Linked DNA regions of Mus musculus: regions 1, 3 and 4 are each linked to region 2. A link is a contact called in public promoter capture Hi-C data. All regions are on one chromosome and are shown on one strand. The core of a region is the stretch at or near the end of the contact, and the rest is flanking DNA. Distances in the headings are between cores, read along the strand shown. Region 1 holds the start of Ddx31 (DEAD/H box helicase 31). Region 2 holds the start of Sptan1 (spectrin alpha, non-erythrocytic 1). Region 3 holds the start of Tsc1 (TSC complex subunit 1). Region 4 holds the start of Tor1a (torsin family 1, member A (torsin A)).

What was found. Promoter capture Hi-C pulls out the DNA fragments that hold promoters and counts their contacts.
Region 1: a contact with region 2 is called in a promoter capture Hi-C map of pre-B cells, with 3 times the contacts expected there. The contact joins the promoter of Ddx31 here to the promoter of Sptan1 in region 2. A contact is called at or near these places in 5 of 39 promoter capture datasets (the C10 cell line, the HPC-7 cell line, cranial neural crest and 2 more).
Region 3: a promoter capture Hi-C map of pre-B cells shows a contact between it and region 2, with 2.3 times the contacts expected there. The contact joins the promoter of Tsc1 here to the promoter of Sptan1 in region 2. A contact is called at or near these places in 2 of 39 promoter capture datasets (the 3T3-L1 cell line and pre-B cells).
Region 4: a contact with region 2 is called in a promoter capture Hi-C map of neutrophils, with 3 times the contacts expected there. The contact joins the promoter of Tor1a here to the promoter of Sptan1 in region 2. A contact is called at or near these places in 3 of 39 promoter capture datasets (liver, neutrophils and pre-B cells).

Annotation. Positions count from the first base shown.
Region 1 is chr2:28,836,766-28,842,519 of GRCm38.p6, forward strand. It overlaps Ddx31 (DEAD/H box helicase 31), which reads left to right and starts at 3,641. Exons shown (of 20, transcript NM_001033294.3): 1 at 3,641-4,095. The coding sequence starts at 4,087. It overlaps Gtf3c4 (general transcription factor IIIC, polypeptide 4), which reads right to left and starts at 3,595. Exons shown (of 5, transcript NM_172977.3): 1 at 3,118-3,595. The coding sequence starts at 3,462.
Region 2 is chr2:29,963,444-29,969,005 of GRCm38.p6, forward strand. Sptan1 (spectrin alpha, non-erythrocytic 1) reads left to right here and starts at 2,117. Exons shown (of 57, transcript NM_001177667.1): 1 at 2,117-2,342.
Region 3 is chr2:28,637,267-28,642,829 of GRCm38.p6, forward strand. Tsc1 (TSC complex subunit 1) reads left to right here and starts at 3,967. Exons shown (of 23, transcript NM_022887.4): 1 at 3,967-4,024.
Region 4 is chr2:30,963,790-30,969,609 of GRCm38.p6, forward strand. It overlaps Tor1a (torsin family 1, member A (torsin A)), which reads right to left and starts at 4,129. Exons shown (of 5, transcript NM_144884.2): 1 at 3,885-4,129; 2 at 3,301-3,566; 3 at 1-80. The coding sequence starts at 4,065. It also overlaps a transcript of Tor1b not described here.

The DNA.
Region 1 (5,754 bases), core at 2,391-4,890, 1.1 Mb before region 2:
TGATCTCAAATAGCCAAAGAAAACAAAGGAGAAAAGTGAAAAAGTACAAGTTTCCATTTTGATTTTAGTGCCAAACTTTTTAAAGAAACTTGATCTTGGAAATGGAAAGAGTAGGACATGATTTACAAGGGAGTCCAAATTCTTTTAGTATATAGCTATTAAAAGTGACTTGATGCTAAGTTCCCAAGCACTGAAGTAATGCTCTAGGATACAGGCAAAACATGGAAAATAATCACTAAGGACCATGCTAGCCAGAATAGACACCAATTTTAAAAGATTTTTAAGTGCATGCAAACTATTAAGCCTACTCAATAACAGAATTCCTCAATGTATTAGTGGTAAACACCATGTGAGACAGCAATGCAGCTAGGGAAAGCTCAGCCAGTGAAGAGTTTGCCCTACAAACACAGGAGCGGAATTCATTTTACTCGTCGTGTAAGAAGCTGGGTACGGTACATGCCTGTAATCTTAGAGTGAGGTGGAGGTAGCAGGTTCCTAGAGCTCAAGCCAACTTTTCCTAAAAGCCACTACAGAACACTATCCTGAAGTGCCCCTAGAAAAGATTTCTATGGACAGTTAAGTTCTAACTATTACCCACCATTTCTCCTAGAAGTATCCAAGATAGTAACTTACATATAACTGATAATGTTTGAGCTGTGATTTAACAGAATCATAGAGCAACAGCTTTAAAAATGGTTCAGTGTTTAATGCTTTAGCTGTTTGAGGTATTTAAATCTTTAGGGATGATCAGTATATAGGGCACAGAAGAACTGGTGATTTCGTATACCACTGCAACAATGGAGGCCTCTCATGTAAACTCTTTTATCAATTAGAGGGCTACATAAAGGTTTTCTACTACTATTTAAACAGTGTGGCAAATGTCAAATGTAGCAAAATGTCAATTTATCAGAATCTTAGTATCACCTTCAAATCCCCAGGCTTTTCTTTCATGCCTGGAGAGCATGAAGGAAAGATGACAAGCGTGAGGACATTGAGCATGAAGGCAGTGTCAGACATTAAGTGATAATGCTATATGGTAGGTGATGCTTTGTGTATGTATAACTTAATTTTTCATAAAGCCTAAACAAGGCTTTACTATTTTGTGTTATAGCTAGGTCTATCTTGTGCCAAAGCCTAGGCTCTTAACGCCCTCTGTTAGCCTCAGCCCAGCAATCATCTGCTTACCTCTAGCCCAAGCAGTCTCACACTCCTGAACTATACCAGATCACACTATCCTCATGAACTGAAACAGCACTCAAGAAACTTCCTGGACTAACCTTCCTAGTTCCTAAACTGGTGTCATTTTCTCTGACTCTAGAAGAAATCTTCAGCTCCAGGCGATTCATCAATGCTCAAGAAACAGTCACACATAGCTCCACTCATGATGAAAGATCCATGTGCATGAGCAGGATGCCTCGCTTGCCACCTTGAGTAGCCTTTCTGAGCTTCCTGATAAACCAAACACTATCATTTCTTGGGACTGCTACAGACTCAGTGACCTCCTCTGATTTAAGTGCCTCCCCTCCTACTCCTTTCACCAAACTCTCTGTTAAACAGTCAGTTTTTACCATCTAGGCCCAGACTTTCCCTAGCTGAGGGGCACTGGAATATCCATTGAAACAGTAAGTTCAGCAGAGGGTGCAGCTTTTCAGCACCTTTCTTCTGCCTCCCTCCTATGTTTATCACTTCAACAGCACTACCAGTTTATATTTGAATCATTTCACTCAGATCTTAGGATCTTACATGACTCAGTCAGTCAAGCTGAATAATTAATTAAATCTGTGAGTCTGTAATCCCAGGCAAGATTATCAAGCTCAAGATGCTATTTAAAAGAGAAAAGGCCTGGCAGTGGTGGCACACGCCTTTAATCCCAGCACTTGGGAGGCAGAGGCAGGTGGATTTCTGAGTTGGGAGGCAGAGGCAGGTGGATTTCTGAGTTCAAGGCCAGCCTGGTCTACAGAGTGAGTTCCAGGACAGCCAGGGAAACCCTTTCTCGAAAAAACAAAAACCAAATAAAATAAAAAAAAAATAAATAAACATATTATCCAAATCAACAGTGTGTTTGAAATTTGAATCAAGTGTGCTAAAAAGAGCTCAGGCTACTCAAATGGTACCCGTGATTAATCACCTGGATTTGGAATGGCTGTCTAGAAGAGTATGGAAAAACTTTACTTTCAAATAAGCATACTGTTATACGTGTGTATAGCTTTATAGCACACCATGATATTAAGACTACATTATTTGTTCATGACCTGCCAAAGGATAAATAACCTCCTTGAGGGCAGGGGCTGTCTCTACTCTGATTTATCCCAGACTCCATTGGGCACCTACTCACTTGACACACACCCACTTTGACAGATTACCTACTGCATATACATACAGAAGGTATAAATAAAATAAAAGTAAGTTTTTACATTTATAGACTATGAAAAGGAACATCGCTCACTAAAGTAAACCATGTTTGAAAATGGTTACATTAATACAACAAAAATTAGAAACTCTACAGTTCAGGAGCAAACTTGGGTTATATGAAGTTGAAGGCAGTAAATTTATAGAGTTACAGAGACCTTGGACTTGGAAGTCTAAGCACCTGATGCTCTCCGAGGTTTTATTTTTCATCACACTTCCAGATTTAAGAGCTGTCTACCCAAGGAGACACAAGGACCGTTCACAATGAAACCGTCAAACAGGTAACGAAATAGATCAGTTTTTCTTCTCAAAGCAAAAGTGGCGCGAGAGGAGGGCGCTTGCATTACAGAATGAAAACACAAAGCCAGCCCAGGGCCTGGGGAGTTGGCCCCAGACAATAGGAGCAACGGTAGACAGGTCAGGGGTTGGGTCAGCTGCGGGGTGGAGTCACAAGAGTTCCAGAAATCCCGGGGCTAACGGCTCTAACTGTTCCATCCACCAGTAATGAAGGAATGGATAGCGGATCCTGGCTGGGGGGGCGGGGGTGTCTAGGAACAGTGAAGACGCTTGCACGACTTTTTAAAAGCTGCGGCGAGGCTAGCCCCTTCATTAAGAGTTGGATGCACATGGAATCCTAGAGCCGGGTGCAGGCCAGCTTCCCTTGGGATCCGTGGCGCGTCCGCGGGAGAAGCGGTGGAGGCGACTTACCTTGAGGAGGCAGCTGTTGAGAGGTGCGGGTACCGAGGTGCGGTGGATCACCAGATCCTGGCCTGGGTTGTGCACATCGCAGATAAGCTCCAGCACGGCGACGCTGCGAGCCGTGGACACAGACACGCGGTGGTCCTCAGACCAGGAGAGCGGCTCTAACCCGCTCACCGCGTATTGCAGCTTCACGGCAGGCTCCCGCCGAGTCACCATGAGGCGAAACGAGGCGCTGGGCCCGGGGGCCGCGTCGGCAGCCGCCTCCTTCCCGCCCCCTTCGTCCTTCTCCTCTGCGGGCGGCGAGGGCTCGTCGGCCTTGGGCCCCACCAGGGCCTGGTCCGCCTCGCTCATCTTACTAGGAGCGAGGAGGTCGGGTTACCGGCACACTGAACGCTCGCCACCTTGCCCCGGCCTCTCCCAGCGCCCTCCGCGCCCGTTCACTCCCCGCAGGCCCCGAGCGCCACCGAGCCAGAAAGGACCCCGTCGTTGCTAGGCAACGCCACCCTGCTAGATGGCCGTGGAGCTGCCTGTCTGGAAAGTGCGCTCCGGTAGGGCTGACCCGAGGCGCGCCTGCAGACACGCGGAGAAGGTGGGCGCTTCAGAGAGTCCCTTTCCTAGACACTGGGTGCTAGGTCCGACTAAGAGCCCACGGGAGAGTGAGCCTCCGTGGGTGACTGAAAAGCTGAGAAGACCAGCGTGGTGGCTAAAGGAGACCCTGCTGGGTGGGCGGCGCTCGGCCTCTTCCGGTTTCGGAGGCGTGTGAGGCCTCTTGTCTCCCGCCGGTGCGTGCCGTCCCGGCTCCCGGACCCGGAAGGGGCGGCGGCGGACCGGCGATAGTTGCGAAGATCCTCCCTCTCCACGTGCTACCTGGGCTCCCTGCTGGTTCCGCGGCTCCGCACTTGGGCTTTGGCTACTGTCTGCAGCACTTTGCCTGACCGGCCTTCCAGGACGTGCTTCGGACGCACTCAGGTCCAGATGAAGCGGGTGAGTGCAACCCCAGCCCGGGAGGTGCCACAGTGATCAGGTCCGGTCGAGTTCTTTAAGATGTCCAGAGGGGCTGCCGGGCTGCTCTCGGAAACACGTGAACGAGCGGGGAACCCCGCCTTGGGAGCAAGAGACCGGCGGGCTCCTGAGATTGTCTGAGAACTTAGGTTAGAATTGCAGGCTGTAGTAACTAGTCAAGTTCTTGAGACTAGCTGGGGGGAGGGGGGGACGGGACGGGGGACTAGTCAGCATAAGGATTGGAGGCTGGGTGTATCCAAGCTGGAAAATAATGCCTGAGACATGAGGTCTTAACTGTCGGGAGCCAGGTCTTCTGCTGGCAGGAAGGGTCACTTCTGTTAGGAATGGAGACTGGACTCGGTTCTTTGAGCTTTTAAACGGGACGTTTTCATCCACGTATCCGTTCCCTCGAGAGGAGAAAAGTGACTCTTACAGCAAAAAGATGGTTTTAGGGTTGCTGGTTTATCTTCTTGAAAGTGGGAAGATGTGATAGGAGGCTTCATCCCCCTCACCCAAAAGATAATAATGAAATACAAATTGCCCAGCCAGTTTCAGGTCAACCAATGCTTTTAAACTCCTTTGACTAACACACCCACTGCCTAGTTGCACCTTGGTAGAAGGAAGGAGGGACCTTATTAAGCTTAGAAGGTGATGAGTAAGGACTCTTCAGCAAGCCATTGGTATAGTTGAAACTATGTGGGAGGAGAAATACAGACAACCCTCCGGATAGTGGAGGAGAGGGCATAGGATTTACTGTAGGGTAGACCTGGGCTGGTATAGATGTCAGCTTTGGAATACAGTAGTCTATGTGACTTGGGGGGAGTTAGTCTCTCCTATCCATAAATAGGAACACGAATTTGTTTTATAGAAGATTGTTATGAGACTCCAATGGGATACCTGCAATAACTGCATATTGTCTGGTCCTTAGAGGCAGTTGCTATGTGCCAGTAATAGAAATAAAATCAATTGTGTTTCCTTTGAGGAAGTAGACAGCTGCCTTAGGTCAGCAGCATTGAATCAGGCTTGTGGCATATGCCCAGCCCTGTAGCAGGAACATGCATCTTGCTTACCCAGTTATGCAAGGCTTTTGAGTTCCATCCTCAACTATACAAAAAGAAGAAGAAAAAGAAATTCAAAATTTAATTGAGTGAACAGATTTTATCGTTACTTCAACTGTTGTTTCAAAAGTGATTAAGAGATAATGCAGGCTGGGTGTGGTGGCACATGCCTTTAATCCCAGCACCGAGGAGGTAGAAGCCATTGAATCTCTGAGTTTGAGACCATAATGAGTTCCAGGACAACTAGAACCACATAGTGAGGACTTCTCTCAAAAGGAAAAAAAAAAAAAAAAAAAGGGGGAGGGGGAGGCAATAGAGGCCAGTGAGATGTCTCAGTGGGTGAAGGTGCTTGTGGCTGAGTCTGATGTTCAGAGTTTAATCCTAAGACTTATGTAAAGGGGGAAGGAGAGAGCTCATAGTTGTCAGGTGACCTCTGCATGCTGACCATGACATATGTGCTCACACCCAAACTAATAACGGTACTGCAGGTACCCACCGAGGCCTTGATAATCTGTGCTTTGGTTTATGTATCCAAGTGGGAGTGGAAGATGTGCTGAGCAGATATGCTTAATGAGGGAGCTCG
Region 2 (5,562 bases), core at 867-3,366:
GCGCTGTCACACTGGGCTGTGCTTGCTTTATTTTGTCCCTGTGAAGTTCTCATTAAAAACAAGGTTATTATCTGCAATATCCCTTCCCCATGCCCACACATAATAGTGTGAGGCATGCGCTGAAATTGGTGGGAGGGAGGGGAGCAACAATAGAAACCATGAGCAATGGCTTTTTGATGGCTCATTTCTCCTGCCAGATGAGAACAGGGTGGGTGCCTGTGGGTGCCGTTATCCTGACCATTCTTCCGATCAGAAAATGGACCAACCAGCAGGATTTTAGTTTCCCAGTCAGAAGAGAGCTCCCTTTAGGTCTTGGATTTGTTTGGCATTTGGGAGAAACAGTAGAACCCCTATTTTCAGTATGGAGCCCAGCCCAGAGAGCCCTTGCCACCGAAGTATCAGGTCTTAGACATTGTGGAGAGTTAAGTTATACTAGCCATTTTGTACCCAGTGCTGAACATCTGAGTTTTAAATTTGCTGCAGCTGACTGAAGAGGTGGTTACTATGGTCACCATCAGCTGTTTTCAGAAATGCACAGCATTTCTGCATGCCTTTCATCCCACCACTCAGGAGAAAGAGGCAGGGGGATCTCTGTGTTTGAGGCCTGCCTGGTCTACAGAGCAAGTTTCACGACAGCCAAAACTACAAAGGGAAATCCTGTCTGGAAAAACAAAAAAGAAAAGGAAAAAAAGCCCAGTCCAGGAAGTAGCTCCTCAACCAGTTTTCTCTGTAAAGAAGATGGCATTAAATGCTGTCCTCCAAGCACCTGCCTTTTGGATCTCAGGAGTCTGTGAAGCTGCCGCTGAGCTGTGGCCACTCCCTTTTTATTTTATTTTTTTTATTTTTTAAATCTCTCCTCTCCAAGGAAAATGACTAGGAATGTTCTTTCACCATCATGCCTACAGTCAGAGTAGCTTAGAAGTCACCTTGCAGATCCTAGGCTCAGCAGAAACCAAAGTGCAGAGGACCAGGAAGCTTGGGACTGGGCCTCATCCCAGTTCTGGAGCAATGCCCAGTTCTTTATAATTATTTAAATAGGAGGGTGGCTTGGTAACCAGGAGGCTGATGCCTGGCAGAGCTGCCTGACTACACAGGAATGAGCTGGGTGCTACTCCAATGGTTGCCACACAGCTGTCACCCAAAATGGAGGAAGGGAAAGAGCTTTTGCAGTAGGGGAGCCTGGCTACAGAGTTTAGTTCAGAGCCAGGCCCTGAAAAGGGTTGTGTATAAGAAAAAAATTACAGAAATTGTGTTTTCCTTTTCTCAGAAGTCTAGCACCCACTTGCTTAACGCTTGTGTTCAAATCTTAGGTTCTCTGATTGCTGCTTCGTGCTTGACCTGGGGAGAGAGCTACCTTCTATGTCATCAGGATGCTAATTTGTAAAATGGGAAAGGCAACATCTACCTTGTAAAATAAGAGCAGAGATTAAAAGCCCAAAGCACGTGCGGTGTCAGCTAAACAGCAAAGTTCAATTAATACTGGGGAAAGAAATAGTAATGTCGTTTATCAACTGGGACGAATACACTCTGTCTACTGGCAACAGGAAGATTGCTGAAGAATTCTCCATATCCTGAAATAAAGTCTTACGCCACAAATCAGTCTTTTTTTTTTTTTTTTTTTTCCCTAACCGGGATTTTTTTCCCTACCACCTCCTCAAACACGGATCCTTATATCATCTTTTTTTTTTTTTTTTGGCCCCATCCCCCACCAGAACAGGCAGACTTGGGTCTTCCAGAGCCAAGCCTCCCCCAGAAAAAGTGCAAAGAGGGAGCCAACATTCCAGTGAGATCATCCGAAAGGGACAGGGCGTCTTTCCGGCCAGGGCAGCAACATCCCCAGCCTGACTGCGGCGGCGGGCCCCGCCCTGCCCTTCGCCGCAGTCTCGGAAGGGCTCCCAGGGCGGAGGGGTGCGGCACAGATTCTCTGCAGGGCGGACTGGGCGGGGCAGGATTGCTCGGGTCCCACGCCGCGGCGGGCGGCTGCGGCGGCTGCTCCGCTCTGTGCCGCGCCCCGCACCCCTCGCAAGCGCGTTCCCGTCCTTTACCCCAACCCCCACCACCCCGCCCCGCAGCTTCGGCTCCTTCCGGACGCGCTCGGTCCTCTCCGTACTGCAGTGGAGCAGCGAGTCCCGCCTCTCGCGTCGCCAACCGGGGCACTTCCCTCACGCTCGCGCTCGGCCGCCGCGGGGGCGCGCGCGGCCGCTTATAAAAGCCACAGTGCGCGCGCGCCGCCGTCACTATCCGCTGCGGAGCGAACGGCGTGAGGCAGGGGCCGCGGCGGCGCATCTTTTTCCTCAGCAGCCCTCAGCGCGGCGACCCACGCCCCTCACCCCCAGGAGCCGGTAAGAAAGGGCGGTGGGCGGGAAGGGAAAGGCCGCGGGAGGCCGAGCACCGGAGCGATGTGGACAGATGAGCTGCGGAGCCTCGCGGGCGGCTCCGTGGGCCCCCGCCGCCGCCTTTTGTGGCGCGTGGGCTGCGGGGCGCGGCAGAGCCGGGCGGCGACCTGGAGTGTCACGGTCCGCCGAAGGTACGCGAAGGCCCCTTCCTGCGCCCGCGGCCCCACCCGTCGCGGCAGGTGGCGGGGGGTGGTCCTCGGCAGCACCCACCCGCGAGCGCCCCCGCACCGCCCGTCGCCCGCAACTGCGGCGCTCGCACCTCTCGGAGCCTCCTGTCTGCAGTGAAGGGCTCGCTGACCTTAATTTCATCCTGTGTGGCGGTCCCGGGCCCTCCGGCCGCAGAAAGGCCTCCTTTTTCTTTCCTGGTAATAAATGTCTTTTCTCTCCAGTGCCGACCTGCTCCAGTATAATAGTTAGATGCGGTGCCGCTTGGTTGGAGGAGATCCAAATCCAATAAATAACTTAATAGCTTACAGCTCTTTTCTTTCTATATAAGACATTAAGTCGAAGGCTTCTGGGTTTTTTGTTTTTTGGGGGTTTTTTTTTGGTCAAATTCTACTGCTGTGCCAGTGTGAAGTGATAGAACAGTCTTTTGTCTGAAGCTATCCCTGCAAATTTGATGAAATGCTTCTCCAGGAAAAATTTGATTTTAAAATCCTCTCAGGTACTAGAATTACACACACACATATGCACACACGCGCGCGCACACACACAAACACACACACACACACACACATCAAGAGGGCTTCTATGTAAGTAAGGGTCGGTGTGTTTTAAATGAATGTCCCAGAAAGGGTGAAATCATTTCGAACTGCTACACTTCATAGGGCTTTGTTGACTTTCATCTCTCTGTTTCTGTCTCTGTCCCTCTCTCTACAGGCTCTTACAGTGTAACTCCAGCTGGCCTGGAATTTGCTGAATAGCTCAGGCCGGCCTCAAACTCAGGATTTTCCTGCCTCAGCCTCTCAGATAATCAGGTTTTTCTATATAGAGACCCAAAACATTTTAAGTCGTTTGTTCTTTACCCTTGGTATTTTCAAAAAGCTAATTATTATGACTGTCAAGGAATACAAGAGAAACCAACCATATGAAGTATTTTAATAATGTGTTCAGAAATTGCGTTGTCATAGCAATTGGACTTAAGTAAAACAGAATGTATCAAAGATGGCAGGGTGGGGGTGTCTTGTAGCCAGGAAACAAGAGCTTAAGAATAGCACTAGCAACAGTGAGTTGCATGAAGCCATTGAGCCAAGGTTCCCACTCATACTAAATGTCTTAGATTTTAAAGGTCAAATTGAAGTCAAAGTTGGAAAAAAAAAATGTGCTGCAGTAGATCCCCTGCAGGAAATTAACAATAAGCCTTTTTTAGTAACTGGGTCATTAATTCCTCAAAGGGACCCTCAAAGTGTGTTGACTGTTATCCAGGGACCTAGATAAAAAGGATGGATTTCAAAGTTTGCCCTATACCAGACAAATGTGAAACAGTTCTTATGATAAACCCAAGGCCTGGAGACATATAGATATGCAATTCTATTCCCTACTTTTGAGACAAGATCTTGACCCGTAGCTCATCCTGAATCTATGTAGTTGGGTATAGCTGGTCTTGAACTCATTGCTCCTGCCAACAAGCCTGGCTGCCACCACCCTGGACTTTTACCCCTCTTAAAAGAAAGGAGGCCTTGTTATATGTCTCAGATCCTGGACTCAAGCTTATTTCTCCACCCTTAGCTTCCAAAGTAGCTGGACCTATGGCAGGCAGGAGCTGCTGCAGCCGGCTTATTCTCTGGTAGTGCCTTTAGCCTTGGCTGTATGCTTTGTAGTAATCTAATACTTGGAGAAATCTGATGTCAAGTAATCTAATGAACAGGTTTAAGCAGGGAGAGTCATATTAAGTGTATCTTTTAGTTCCCTGGATTATAATTTTCTATTATTTTTTTCTTCTCTGCTTTCATCTCAAAGGTGGGGCCTCTACAGATACTGAGAAATGGCTCTTAGGAATAGCTACCCGAGTCTGGTCTGTGGAATGTGCACTAAGGACAGAGGCTCTGAGGGCAGCCTGCCTTTGTTACCAGTGCCCACTGCCTATTGGAGAACTCCAGTCTATGCCTCTTGGTCTGCTGCAGCTCGTCAGCTGTGGCCTTACAGGGGAATGCCATGATCTGATGGCTAATGCTTATTCCAGGAATGCAGAGGTCCGCAGAGCTGGCCAGAGAGCCATCTGGCTGGAACAGCCGTGCAGCGAGTGGCACCTTTCACATCTCTTACACATGCTGCTTACACTTGTTTTGAGTAGGAAATAATTGTATTTTGTAAAGGTACTGCACCAGCAAACTAGCCCCAAGGTCAATCTTTGTTGTTTGAATTCCTTACTACACTTAGGCTTTCATGAAATTATCTTTTTACTTAATTACTTTGACAATGCAAATGCCTAAAGCCCCCAAGATCCCTATTTCATCAGAATGTAGATGAGAAGAGGCATATTTATTTTTAAAAGAACATTCAGTATTAAAAATTAATTCTTGGAGCCAGGCGTAATGGCGCACACCTTTAATCCCAGCACTCAGGAGGCAGAGGCAGGGGTATTTCTGATTTCGAGGTCAGCCTGGTCTACAGAGTGAGTTCCAGGACAGCCAGGGCTACACAGAGAAACCCTGTCTCGGAAAAAAAAAAAATTAATTCTTGGGCAAACTGGGGTCTGAGAGAGAGCATGAATTGGCCAAGGCAGCACATTTAGGTGATGGTGATTGTCCATTCCCAGAAGCCTGGGCTCCCTGATTACAGCTCAGATTTCTGGTGGGATTCTGATGCTGGGGCAGTGCCGTTTGATTTTTACCTGTTTTCATGTGTTTTCACAGATTTGTTCTCTTCACTTTAAAGTGATTCTATCCCAGTTGCCCTTAGAAGTGTGTTGTCTTGCTCTTCCCCTTCCTCTTTAGAGTCCACATTCCTTCAACATGTTGTCATCGTTTCGTAAGCGCAGAGCTCAGGTATTTGACCAGCATGCAGAAAATGTGTTGCCTTTTGGGTTTTTGCCTGGCTTGCAGTGAAGACACATTGGTGTCCAAGAGGTTGAATGATCCCCAGAAGGGGAAGCCCTGCCTACACGACCTTTCTGTTAAGTAGAAAGGTTGGTGACAGTCTGGTTGGGATTGCTGGCCACATGATC
Region 3 (5,563 bases), core at 2,717-5,216, 1.3 Mb before region 2:
GGAGGGCAATTCACAGCCTCAGAAGAGAGAAGATGCTACGTGGACTAAAGTGACAGATGCCCACAGTCTGCATCAGATCAACACCATCTGCCCTCGCTGGCCACGGTTAGGGAGCCCCTGCCACAGGGAGGCTCTAGGGTGCTGTGTGCAATCAATTTTGAAGAGCCTGGATTGGTAAAACAGCTACTGGCCAGGCTGTCAATCTGTCTGTATTCTTGCCTCCCCTCTGGGGTCCCTGGAATCCATATCCTGGCAGCAATTACCACTCTTCTTCCAGGTACTATATAAACAGTAACCACTTAGCTATGACCCCTCTCCAACATCCCTGAGTTCAGCACCTCACAGTTCCCATCTGCCTGTGAGAACATTCCATCCCCATGAGGTCAGCAAGCTGAGGGAAGCAGGGCCAGGAGGGGAACCCCCATTCCTTAAACCCTGTAAGTCTCCCAGCCACTGGTGGTCTCAGAAATCTCTGAGCGCACTCGACTCCTCACACTGTCGCAAATATAAAGGCAAGAATCTGCTCTTGTGAAATGGCTTATACACCAGCGAAGCTGAGAGAACCCCAAGCCCTCCTCTTCCCTTTCCTCCGGGGCTTATGCTTGGGCAGCTGAAATGTGCAAAATGGATGTTCTGTCCACAGTGGGCACAGGTTGAATAAACTTGACAATAGCCGAGTGAGGCTGTGCACTGCCTATATTTTAAGGGCATCCTGGGTTTGTCCCCGCTCCTTTAGGCACCACTCCTTGTGCATGTGAGGAGACTAAGGCTTGCCCAGTTACTATGATGGGAAACCTGCATCCAAACTCTGTCTGGAATCTACAATGTCTCTCACCTGCCTCTATGACAATAGCAGAACGGGGGCATCCCGGCATCATTGCTACCTTTCTAGGAAGCCCGCGTGGCTCAAGGCCTCATGTTAAAAAGGTCATTTACTGCTCCAAGGACACCCACGAGAGATGGAAATAAGGGAGAAAGCTAGTGAGCCTAGAAAGAATGCATTTTTCTATTTCTCCCGGAGCACCCCTACCAGGAGTCTAACAGTAGTCTTAGCAAAACCCATTTAGGGCTTCAACATGCAGTCAGCCCCACTCACTATGTGGTTCTTCAGCACCTGTTTTCTTCTTCCAGGCCGTATTGAATTGGGACCCAATAAGTCTCCAAACTTATTTCCATAACTCACCGAGAATTTTCTTGCTGAAAAGGCCTTGTTCTTGTTTCATGTATTAGCAATTCCGCTAGGCTCCGCCCAACAGTTACCTAGCAACAGTTTGTGTCTCCACCCGCCAGGTACGAGCCAGGAGCCAGACATAAAAGAAGACCTCTCCTTACCTTTCCCTCCTCCCTTTTCTCTCTCCATTCTCCCCTCTCCATTTCCCCTCCTCCTCACGTGTCCCCGGCTGGTCCATCCCATCAATAAACCTTTTTAATATTAGGCCTGTCTTCTGGCTGATTCTTCAGGGGAAACATCTTGGCAGGGCCCGTTGAGGTGCTCGCTCTCGCCGCACTTTACTACTGCGGTTTATAAACCTCAACACCCGTGTCTGGGATCTTACTCTCTTTGCAGCCTCCTCTCCTACTTCTATTTCACAAAAATCAGCCTTTATGTAAAATCCAACCCGAGAGAAGGCAACTGTTCTGGCTAGGTTGTTTATTTGGTCAACTCAGCTTAAATTGGGATCATCTGGGAAGAGGTCATCTCAGCTGAGAAAATGCCTCCATCAGATCGGCCTGTAACAGAGGTTGAGGGCTCCGCCCACTGTGGGTGGGGTCTTGTATGGGAAGGTGGTCCTGCTTTGTATGAAGGAGCAAGCCAGGAAGCGTTGTTTCTCCACGGCCCTGTCTGGAGTTCCTGCCAGGACTTCTCTTCATGATGGACTACAAGCCGTGAGAAGAAATAAACGTTTCCCTCCCTACGTTGTTTTTGGTCATGGTCTTCATCACAGTAACAGAAAGCAAACTAGGACAGTAGCGCACTTCTGTAATCCAAGCAGTGGGAAGGGCTGAGCCAAGAGATTCTCTAGTTCAAAACTAGCCTGGGCTGCAGAGACTCAGACCCTGTCGCAGAAGTAAATAGAATTTCCACAGTGCTACTGAGTCTTGTGGTACTTTAAAGTACTTTGAGTTTTATTTATATTAAGGTGCCTGCCCCGCCTCTGCCTCCTCTCAATTATTATTATTATTATTATTTTTTTTAATGAGTTTAACTTTCTCTTTAAATAAGACAATTGGGGAAGGGGGCCAAGCTTGAAAAACAGTAACACTTATTTTGGCAAGATAGCAACCAAAATCTAAAGTACAAGCTATTATATCCAAATTAAAAGGCATTAAAGAATAAACCATAATATTGGGGAGAGGGTACACAAACACAAGATACAGTATGTCTAAACATCTTGAAATTATAATTTTAGGGTAAAAGTTGAAAAATTACGCTGTTTTAGCTAGAGATTAAGTGCACCTTTTTTCCTGTTTTTCCCAAATAGAATCAGAGTTTACGATTTAATCACACCTCAAAGCTTTTCTCTCAATACAAAGCAACCACTAAATACACACAAAATACTTATTTGTTAATAATTTCCCTGGCTTATCCAACGTGCAATGCACACGACTTGAAAGACTACAATTTGGGGGTGAGTGTACACAAACTCAATTATCTTAAGGACAAGGAGAGCCTCCTGGATGTATGCTTAGGAGAGAAGTCCTAGTTCCCAAGAAGGCCAGGCGAGGGCGCCATCTCCTCGAACTGGAGTTATAGGTAGTTGGGAGCTGCTGCCATTTGGGTTCTGGGAACCTAACCCTGGTCCTCTGTAAGAGCAACAAATGCTCTTAACGGCAAGGCCATTTCTCTAGCTTCCGCTTATCATCTTTCACTGGGTCTTATTATATAAGTTTAAGTATAATAAAACCCCAAACTCCAACCCAAACCAAAAAACAACAAAATACAGCAACAACAAACCAAAACAAAAAATACACAATGCCAGGTGGTGGTGGTGGTTGTGGCGGCGGCTGCTGGGGCAGCTGCGGCGGTGAACACCTTTAAAGCTAGCACCTTTAAAGCTAGGCAGAGGCAGAAGACTCTCTTGACTTCCAGGCCAGCCTGGGCTACAGAGCAAGTTCCAGGATGGGCAAAGCATAAAGAGAAACTTTGTCTTGGAAAACCTTAATAAATACATAATTAATTAAAAAAATAATACAAATAAGGAAAATAACAGCAAATGAAAACTATATACATTCTGATATCCCTCTAAAAAGCTTTGCACCACAGCCGGCAAGGTTTGAAAAGACTTGACACCTTGTCATGGCATGCAAGTAAATCAAGGTATTCTGACTTTACAACATAAACTGCATCCTCTGACTAAGGCTGGCCTCTACATGTCACTCCACAGACTCTTCTGCAAAGGAAAAAGTGGTGGTGGGGGAAAGCCCCATCCTTTTTGCTGCAATTGACAGGCTGTCCATCCAAGGGGATCCCAGAGGCTCATTTGGAAATAGGAACGCCTACAGGGAGACCCCAAAGGTGGCAGGTGTGCCAAAGACAGAGGGACCTGGCTCGAAAGGGCCAGCGCTCTCCACTGAGCCTAGCCCTGCCAGCTTGTTTTTGACTGTGCTTGTTCCGAGCGCGCGCCTCCTGTCACCATCACGTGGCCGCCCCTCCCCACCCCACCCCTCGGCCGGTCTCGTGGCTCCGCCCTCTGCGCCGGGACTTCTTTCGGCCTCCTTCAGAGTCACAAGATCTCTCAGTGGGCTCCCACCTTCACGATCCTTCCGCCGTCCCCGCCTCCACATTAAAATCTCTTTCGGTTTTATTTATCTCGGCCAGCTTGTATCGTCATAAGTGGTATATCCTGTCCTGTCTGGAGAGGCTGAGACTCTGGCCATCTGGCATTAGGCTCGGAGCGTAGTAGAGACCCGAATAGGGACTCTTTTTCATAGCGGAGGCCCCCGCCGCTCGAGACGCTTCACGCCAGGGGGAGGTGCTGCGCGTCCAAGATGGCGGCGCCCTGTAGGCTGGAGGGACTGTGAGGTAAACAGCTGAGGGGGAGGAGACGGTGGGTGAGTACGGGGGGTGTTTCCCCTTCTTTTCCTTGTGGGCTTTTCGGGGCAGCTCTGGCAGCGTGACCTCACGCTGTGGGGCGCTGCGGAGCGCGTTAGCCGAGTCGGGGGTCCGGGGAAGGGGGTTCGGGGAGCTTCTTCCTCGCCCTCATCGCGCGCTGGCTCCGGCAGGGCTCGGCTTGGGCTGCTGGGGCCCCGGGGAGCTGAGGCGGGCCTGCTCCGTCCGATGGCATGGCTGGCTGCAGCTCCGGGCCCGAGGTGGCCCCGCTAACCCGCCCCCCTCGCTTGCTGCGGTGACAGGCTCCCGCGGGGGTGCGCCGCGCAGGTCAGAGACCCCGGGCCCGGCACGGGGACCCGGGGGTGGGGTCGCGGCTCGAGCCTCTACTGCAGCCGCCGGGGCTGGGGGTGGAGAATGAATGAAGGCCGCCTGTGGGCACTGGAGGCTGCCCGGCGCCCGCCGTCTCGGGGAGAGTGTGCACGGCCGAGTGCTTGGCTCTGGGTGTACTTGTGGGTGTTTAATTGATGCTGGAAGACAGTTACCTCCAAGTCGGCAGAGGTGCTCGTTAGCGACAGCTACCTGCCCAGCCACTGCTGAACGCTCATTCATTCATTTGAGGACCTGGAGGACCCACTGCCTGCGGTCCCAGACACCTTTTTTAGAACCCAAGCACTTTCTTTGTGTTGTGGGTTAGAAGAGTTTGGCTTCTCGCGTGTTGGATTTGGAATGAGAGAGACGTGGGGATGGCGTGGAGTGTGGTCGGCCAGTAATCGCAACTATCGTTTTTTTTTGTTTTTTTTTTTGTTTTTTTTTTGTTTTTTGTTTTTTGGAGAGGGGGAATAGGGGGTGCCTGTGTGACCGAGCACTATTGAAAGTGCTTGGTAGCCATCCTGTCTTTGGTTCTGGACAAAGGAGAAGCAGTCTGCAGCCTTTCTAAATGAAGAAACTGAGGCCTGGAGAGAGTGGAATAATTTGCCCAAGGTCACACCCCCCTATTCTGAGACAGCACTGGAATTGAAGTCCGACTGGTTCCATTTGTCTGTTATTTGATTAAAGGTGGCCTATTATTAAGTGAGTGTAGTTAATCATTTGGCCAAGGTAGGGATATGTGTGTGTGTGTGTGTGTGTGTGTGTGTGTGTGTGGTGAGAGATTTTGAACAGGGTGCATTTGGTTTGTATGTCTTAAGCTTTTGTTTCTTACAGCACGGTGTATTTGGTAATCCAAATTTGGTTACAAAGTATTTTGTATTTTTCCATAAAACCGGTGGTATTCACTGAAAAAAAAAAGGCTGAAATCCTTACTTAAGAAAACGAATATGGAATTAGCACTTCACTTTACGTATTGTAAGCTGTAAAAGTACTAAAATAGACTAATGCTCTTCTGAGATATTTTGATTTATAACTTTAGGATCAAGTTGGAGTCATCTGCATTCAAACAGGCTGGGGAAGCGCAGTGGTAAATTCTAGGAAGCTTCACAGAGCCTAATCTTCTGGGAGCCTTTGATTTACTGA
Region 4 (5,820 bases), core at 2,879-5,378, 1.0 Mb after region 2:
ATCTTGTCCATCTCATCAAAGATGAAGATGGAGCGAGCACAGGCGCTCACGTTGCCTCTGATCCACATCTGTAACTGGTCCTGAAGGACAAGGGGGCCCTTCAGTGTAACTGCGGGCTTCGACACCCACACCCAAGTTCTCCGAAATAATGACTCTGAGACTCAAGTATAAATGAAGAAATACTGGAGCCCAGAGTGTTGGCTCTGTTCCCCAACTAGCTCTTATCTCAATAATCCTGATTATTCTATTCTGTGAGTGTCACCCGGCAAGTTCTCTTTCCTTCAGTTTCATGTGTCTCTCCATCTGCAGTCTGGGGCCAATTTCCCATGCTTCCAACTCTATATCTCTGCCGATGTCCTACCTTCTAGTTCTGCCTCAGCTCATTGGCTAGTCAGCGTTTTTATTGACAGGTGAATGCTTCCACGCATTGCACAAATGATTCCTTCTACAATTAAGAGCTCAGGGGGGTAGGGAGGGGAGGCAGGGAAGTCGTCGACACAATGCTATCAGCTTTGGGTTTCTTTGTTTTTTGTGTGCATTTACCCAGAGCCTCACTAGTGCTAAACAAGCCCAGGCCCTCAGGACAATGGCTGTGTTTCTGGAGCACTGTGCTATGAGCATCACACCCATACACCTTTGGCCTCACAAGCACTTCCTGTGTGGATAGCATCATACCCATGCCACAGACGAGGACCCTGAGCTACAGAGCGCTTGCCTAAGAAAACGTAGTTAGGCTGAGGCAGGCTGGGATCTCAGCCCAACCCTGTCCTATGCCAACGCTCCAGGTTTGTGACCTTGTGTCAGCCAGGCACCAGCTCTGTCCTCACAATGTCACATCTATCCTGTGATGACAGCCTCTGGATGAGAGGCAGGAACCCACCATCACCTCAGCCCTTCCTCTGCAGTCCAGCCTGCAAAGCACTGACTCAATCAGAGGCTCCCTTAGGGAGTCTGAACTTGCTCGCTCGGCATCCTGGGAGGGGGTGACGAGGCTCTCCCGACCAGCAACACACTCTACGAATGCATTTGGAGATGGACACGGTGACATTCATTTGTGATCCTGCTGAGACAGAGCAAGAGCTCCAGGCCAGGGCTGGGAAGAAAGCTTAGTGGGGTAAAGTGCCTGTCTTACAAGCGCCCCTGAGAGGAAGCCAGGGAGAGCCCTAAGAGTACTGAGGAAGCAAAGACAGAAGCCATGGGACTTGCCTGGTAGGCAGGCCCAGGTCTCAATGACAGACCCTGTCTCAAAAAAATGTAGACAGATCCTGAGGCACATCACTAGAGACAGACATGTGTACACACATGATGACAAGCACACACAAACACAAAATTAAAAACAAACCAAACTAAAATGATGATGATGATAATAAACACAGTTCAGGCTGCAACAATGAGCTCATGGGCAGCGGGCTCAAGAATAAAGCAGACAAACGAGCCCACCTTATTTGTATTTGGTTGTTCGGTGGGGCAGATGCTAAAGAATGAAGTCAGAGCCTCAGTCACCCTAAGCCAGCCCCAGACAAACCCCAGCCAGGTTCGTATACACTGAGCCATCAAGGGGAGACACACAGACCTCTTAAAGCATCTTCCTGGGAAAACTGAGCCCAAATCCTACCTAGGGTGTAGGTATTTCCAGCCACCCTCCTCTTGAAGTGAGCTGGGGAAGGCAGCCATGTATCTTTCTAAAGAACACACGAACAGCTACACTGTACATCTATCTGCTTAGGGTGTTTCCACTGCTCTGTGACCACAATACAGTTCTCCTTTGTATCTAATGTAAGCAGCAACTCTGCAGGTATGGACCAGCTTCCCCTCCCAGCAGCGGTTCTCAACCTGTGTGTCGAGACCCCCGGGGCGCACTTATCAAATACCTGCAGATCAGATATTTGTGTTAAGATTCATAACAGTTACAAAATTACAGTTCTGAAGTAATACCGAAATCATTTTATGAGGAACTGAATTAAAGAGTCACAGCATTAGGAAGGTTGAGAAACTGCCTTAGAGGAACCTACAGTGACCTGAATCATGTGGCAACTCATGGTTCCATACAACTCACTCAGTCGTTAGAACTCCACAGAGAAGGTCTGCCCAGTCTCCTGCCCCAGACTGTGAGCAAGCGCCCACTGCTGCGAGACACCGTTCCAAGCTCTGTTAACTCAACATTTTTTGTTTTGTTTGTTTTGTTTTTCAAGACAGGGTTTCTCTGTGTAGCCCTGGCTGTCCTAGAACTCATGCTGTAGGCCAGGCTGGCCTCGAACTCAGAAATCTGCCTGCCTCTGCCTCCCAAGTGCTGGGATTAAAGGCGTGCGCCACCATGCCTGGCTATGACAACATTTTTGAATCTTCTCCCCAAAGCCATTGAGGAAATGATACTGAGCCCCTATTTTCTCCTCTTCCTCCACCTGACATCCTCTCCATTTCTGTTTTCAAACAGAAGCTTACTATGTAGCCCAGACTAACCTCAAAGGTGTGATCCTCCTGCCTCAGCCTGCTGGGAATACAGGTGTGTAGGAAAACACCCGCTGACCTCAGGCACCAAGATTAAACAACCTGCACAAAGCCACAGTTATGGCCACACAATGCTCAACAGAAAGGGGGTGCACTAACAGACTCGAGGTTGAAGCACCATTCTAAGATAAAGAATGTCCCTGCTCAAGTTAAGTGACAGCCCCTACTGCACAGCTGTAGGGAGGGAGGGACCGAACCTGAATTCAGGTGTGAGCCTGTTATCAGAATTAAACTCCAATAGCAGGTTGCAACAGCTGGGTCAAAGCAAACTTGGCCTCTAGGTTTCCTTTTCACAACAGGGGGCGGGGGGAGGCGACTCCTAAAGACCCTGGAGTTGTTATGTCCCCACTTCCCAGCCAAGTTGTCACCTTACCGAGTCACTTTATGAGTGTCACAGAGGCCACTCATAAAACTTTGGTGGTCTAACTGCTCTATGTATCTCAAACCCTTTGTAACTTACATATCTATCCCCCAGTGCACCCTCGCCACAGCGGGAGTTGTGGGAGTTGGGGTGGAGAGACATAATACAGAACTTCCCACATTCTGGGCAAGTGCTCTATGCCGAGCTACCCCCAGCTCTTGACAGTCCCCTTTAAAACACGGTAGCCTAGCTTCAGCTGTCATTCCTCCAAGGGATATGACCACTTCTGTGCACACCTTTTAAAGAGGAACTGACATACAGAGAGCCATGTTGTGGCTCACTCACTGACGTGGAATTCCCACATCCCACCCCACAACAGAGAAACCCCAATTCCGGGTCATCCGCGAAGGCGGTCAACTTAATGCTCTTGCCTTATACTGTGTGATGTTAGAGGCGTGGGGGAAGTGTAGCGTGGCCACAAACAGGTGTACATAGTCACTGTTCAGTCCGCCCTCGTAAATATTCTCCGCGATGATCTTGCTGGCGAAGTTTTTGCCGGTGCCCGTCCACCCGTGCAGAGAGAGGGTAAGGGGCTTCTTGGGCTTCGGGTTGCTTAGGAAACCAGACACGGCGTTTAGGATGACTTTTTTTGCAAGATGCTGTCCAAAGAGCTTGTTATCCAGATCTTTCTGCAGCGCTGAGAAAGGAAAGATCACTCTGGTCAGGAGAGAAACAAGCTGGCAAAAGGCAGCCCCATTTCCAGGACGTCAGGGCCCGCGGAGCCTGGTTTGGAGAGCGCTGAGGGACCCTGGTGCTGCGAACTCTGCCCTTCCTCGGGGTTGGCCCCAAAGCCAAGCGGAAGAGGTGCCGTGAGGCCGCCCCGGAGAGCTCCGCGCAGGGCTGACACCCTACCCCGGGCCCCGACCACTCATCTCTCAGGCCTCCGGCCAAAGTCTGGCCTGGCAGCGGCGCCATCCCCCTGCCGCAGCATCCCGGACGCCTGGTGCCCGCCTACCCTCCCGGCTGAGGCTCCGCATCTGGCCGCAGCACTCGGCGAAGAGGCAGTAGAGACGAGGGTAGGAGATATAGGTGGTGAGTACGCCGGCCAGGGCCAGACTCAGGCTGATGGGCTCCACCGCACGAACCACGCACGGCGCCAGCAGCAGCAGGGCCAGAGCGGCCCGGCCAAGCTTCATAACCGGACCCGCGCACCTTGCGCGCCCAGCGCCCGCCCAGCGCCCACCGTACCCCGCGCACCGCCCAGACTCGTATTTCCGGTTCCTGCTGGCGGGGCCGCCCTCTTTGTCCGGGGCAGGCAGTCTACCGACGCTAGTGGCTACCATCTTTGTTAAGGGCAAAGTCCCTTCTGCTTCTGAACCTTGATGTTACAGGAATAATATTGAGATTATAGGAATCAGGTGATGATGACTGCTGCCCTATCCCCATCAAGTAACAGTGTTTTAGAACCATTTTTTTTTAATGATGGGCGGAGAGATGGCTCAGCGGTTAAGAGCACTGACTGCTCTCCCAGAGGTTCTGAGTTCAATTCCCAGTAACCACATGGTAGCTCACAACCATCTGTAATGGGATCTGGTGCCCTCTTCTGGTGTGTCTGAAGACAGCGACAGTGTACTGACATACATGAAATAAATAAGTATTAAAAAAGAAATGACGCAGGCACCTGCGTGCATGTGGTGCTCATAAACTCATGTGGGCTTACACACATGCATAAATTAACATGTAAATGAATAAATTTTTAAAAATGAGAGGATAATATAGTGGGTTCCCACATGACCCCCCCCCAACGTGCGTCCCTATCATTAAATCTGACAGGTGCGGTGGGTGGTGTGCACCCTTAACCCCAACACTCTGTATGAGTTGGGGCCAGTCTACAAAGTTTCAAGCAGGTCAAAGCTGCATATTGGATCTTGTCGTTAAAACAAAACAAAACAAAACAGAACAAAACTGACATTTGAGGGCTGGGTATTGTAGCACACACCTTTAATCCCAGCACTCTGGGAAGTAGAGACAGGTGATTGTCTTGGATATCTGAGTTGGAGGCCACCCTGTCCTATACAAGGAATTCCAGGTGCAGTCAGGGCTACAGTGAGAGTCTGACATCTCAAAAAAAAAAAAAAGAGGGATCTGCATCTCATACTTGTTAAAAACCCATGACCAGTATTTTTTTTTAAAGATTTTATTTATTTATGTATGTGAGTATACTGACTTCAGACACACCAGAAGAGGGCATCAGATTTCCACTACAGATGGTTGTGAGCCACCATGTGGTTGCTGGGAATTGAACTCAGGACCTCTGGAAGAGCAGTCAGTGCTCTTAACCACTGAGCCATCTCTCCAGCCCCATGAGCAATATTATTAAATAAAGCCCATAGTTTCTTACCCAGTTTCTTCCTTAGGGAACTGTAGGAATAATGTTATTGTGCACTGTATAAGGATTATCCTTGTATTATTCACATGCTGATTGCTATGCCCTCATATATGGTTGCTATCCTTATTTTGAGAACTGCCTGTCATCAATGTTGTGTAAACATTGCTTCCTAATTATTCAGATTGGTCAATAAAGGGCTGATCAGCCAGTGACAGAACAGGAGAGAGGGAGGAAGTGGGGATTTAGCCATGAGGTGGGAAGTCCAGAAGACATCATAATCATAAAAAACAGCTGGAGCAGAGAAAGCCATAAAATACAACAAGTATCTCAAGGATTGTGGCTGTGAAGTAGTCAGATTAGCTTAAAGGACTAAAATAAACTAATACTGCTCAGTTGTTGTGCCTTAAACCTGTTAAATAAAATTAAATAGTCCTGTCTCAGTTATCTGGAAGCTAGTCGGCTTAAGAGCAAACTGTAACATTTATAAATTACCACTAACAGGGAACACTTTGAGCTCCCCACAGTGCTGACTCTCAGCTTCTCTTGGGTGCTCTTTAAATGA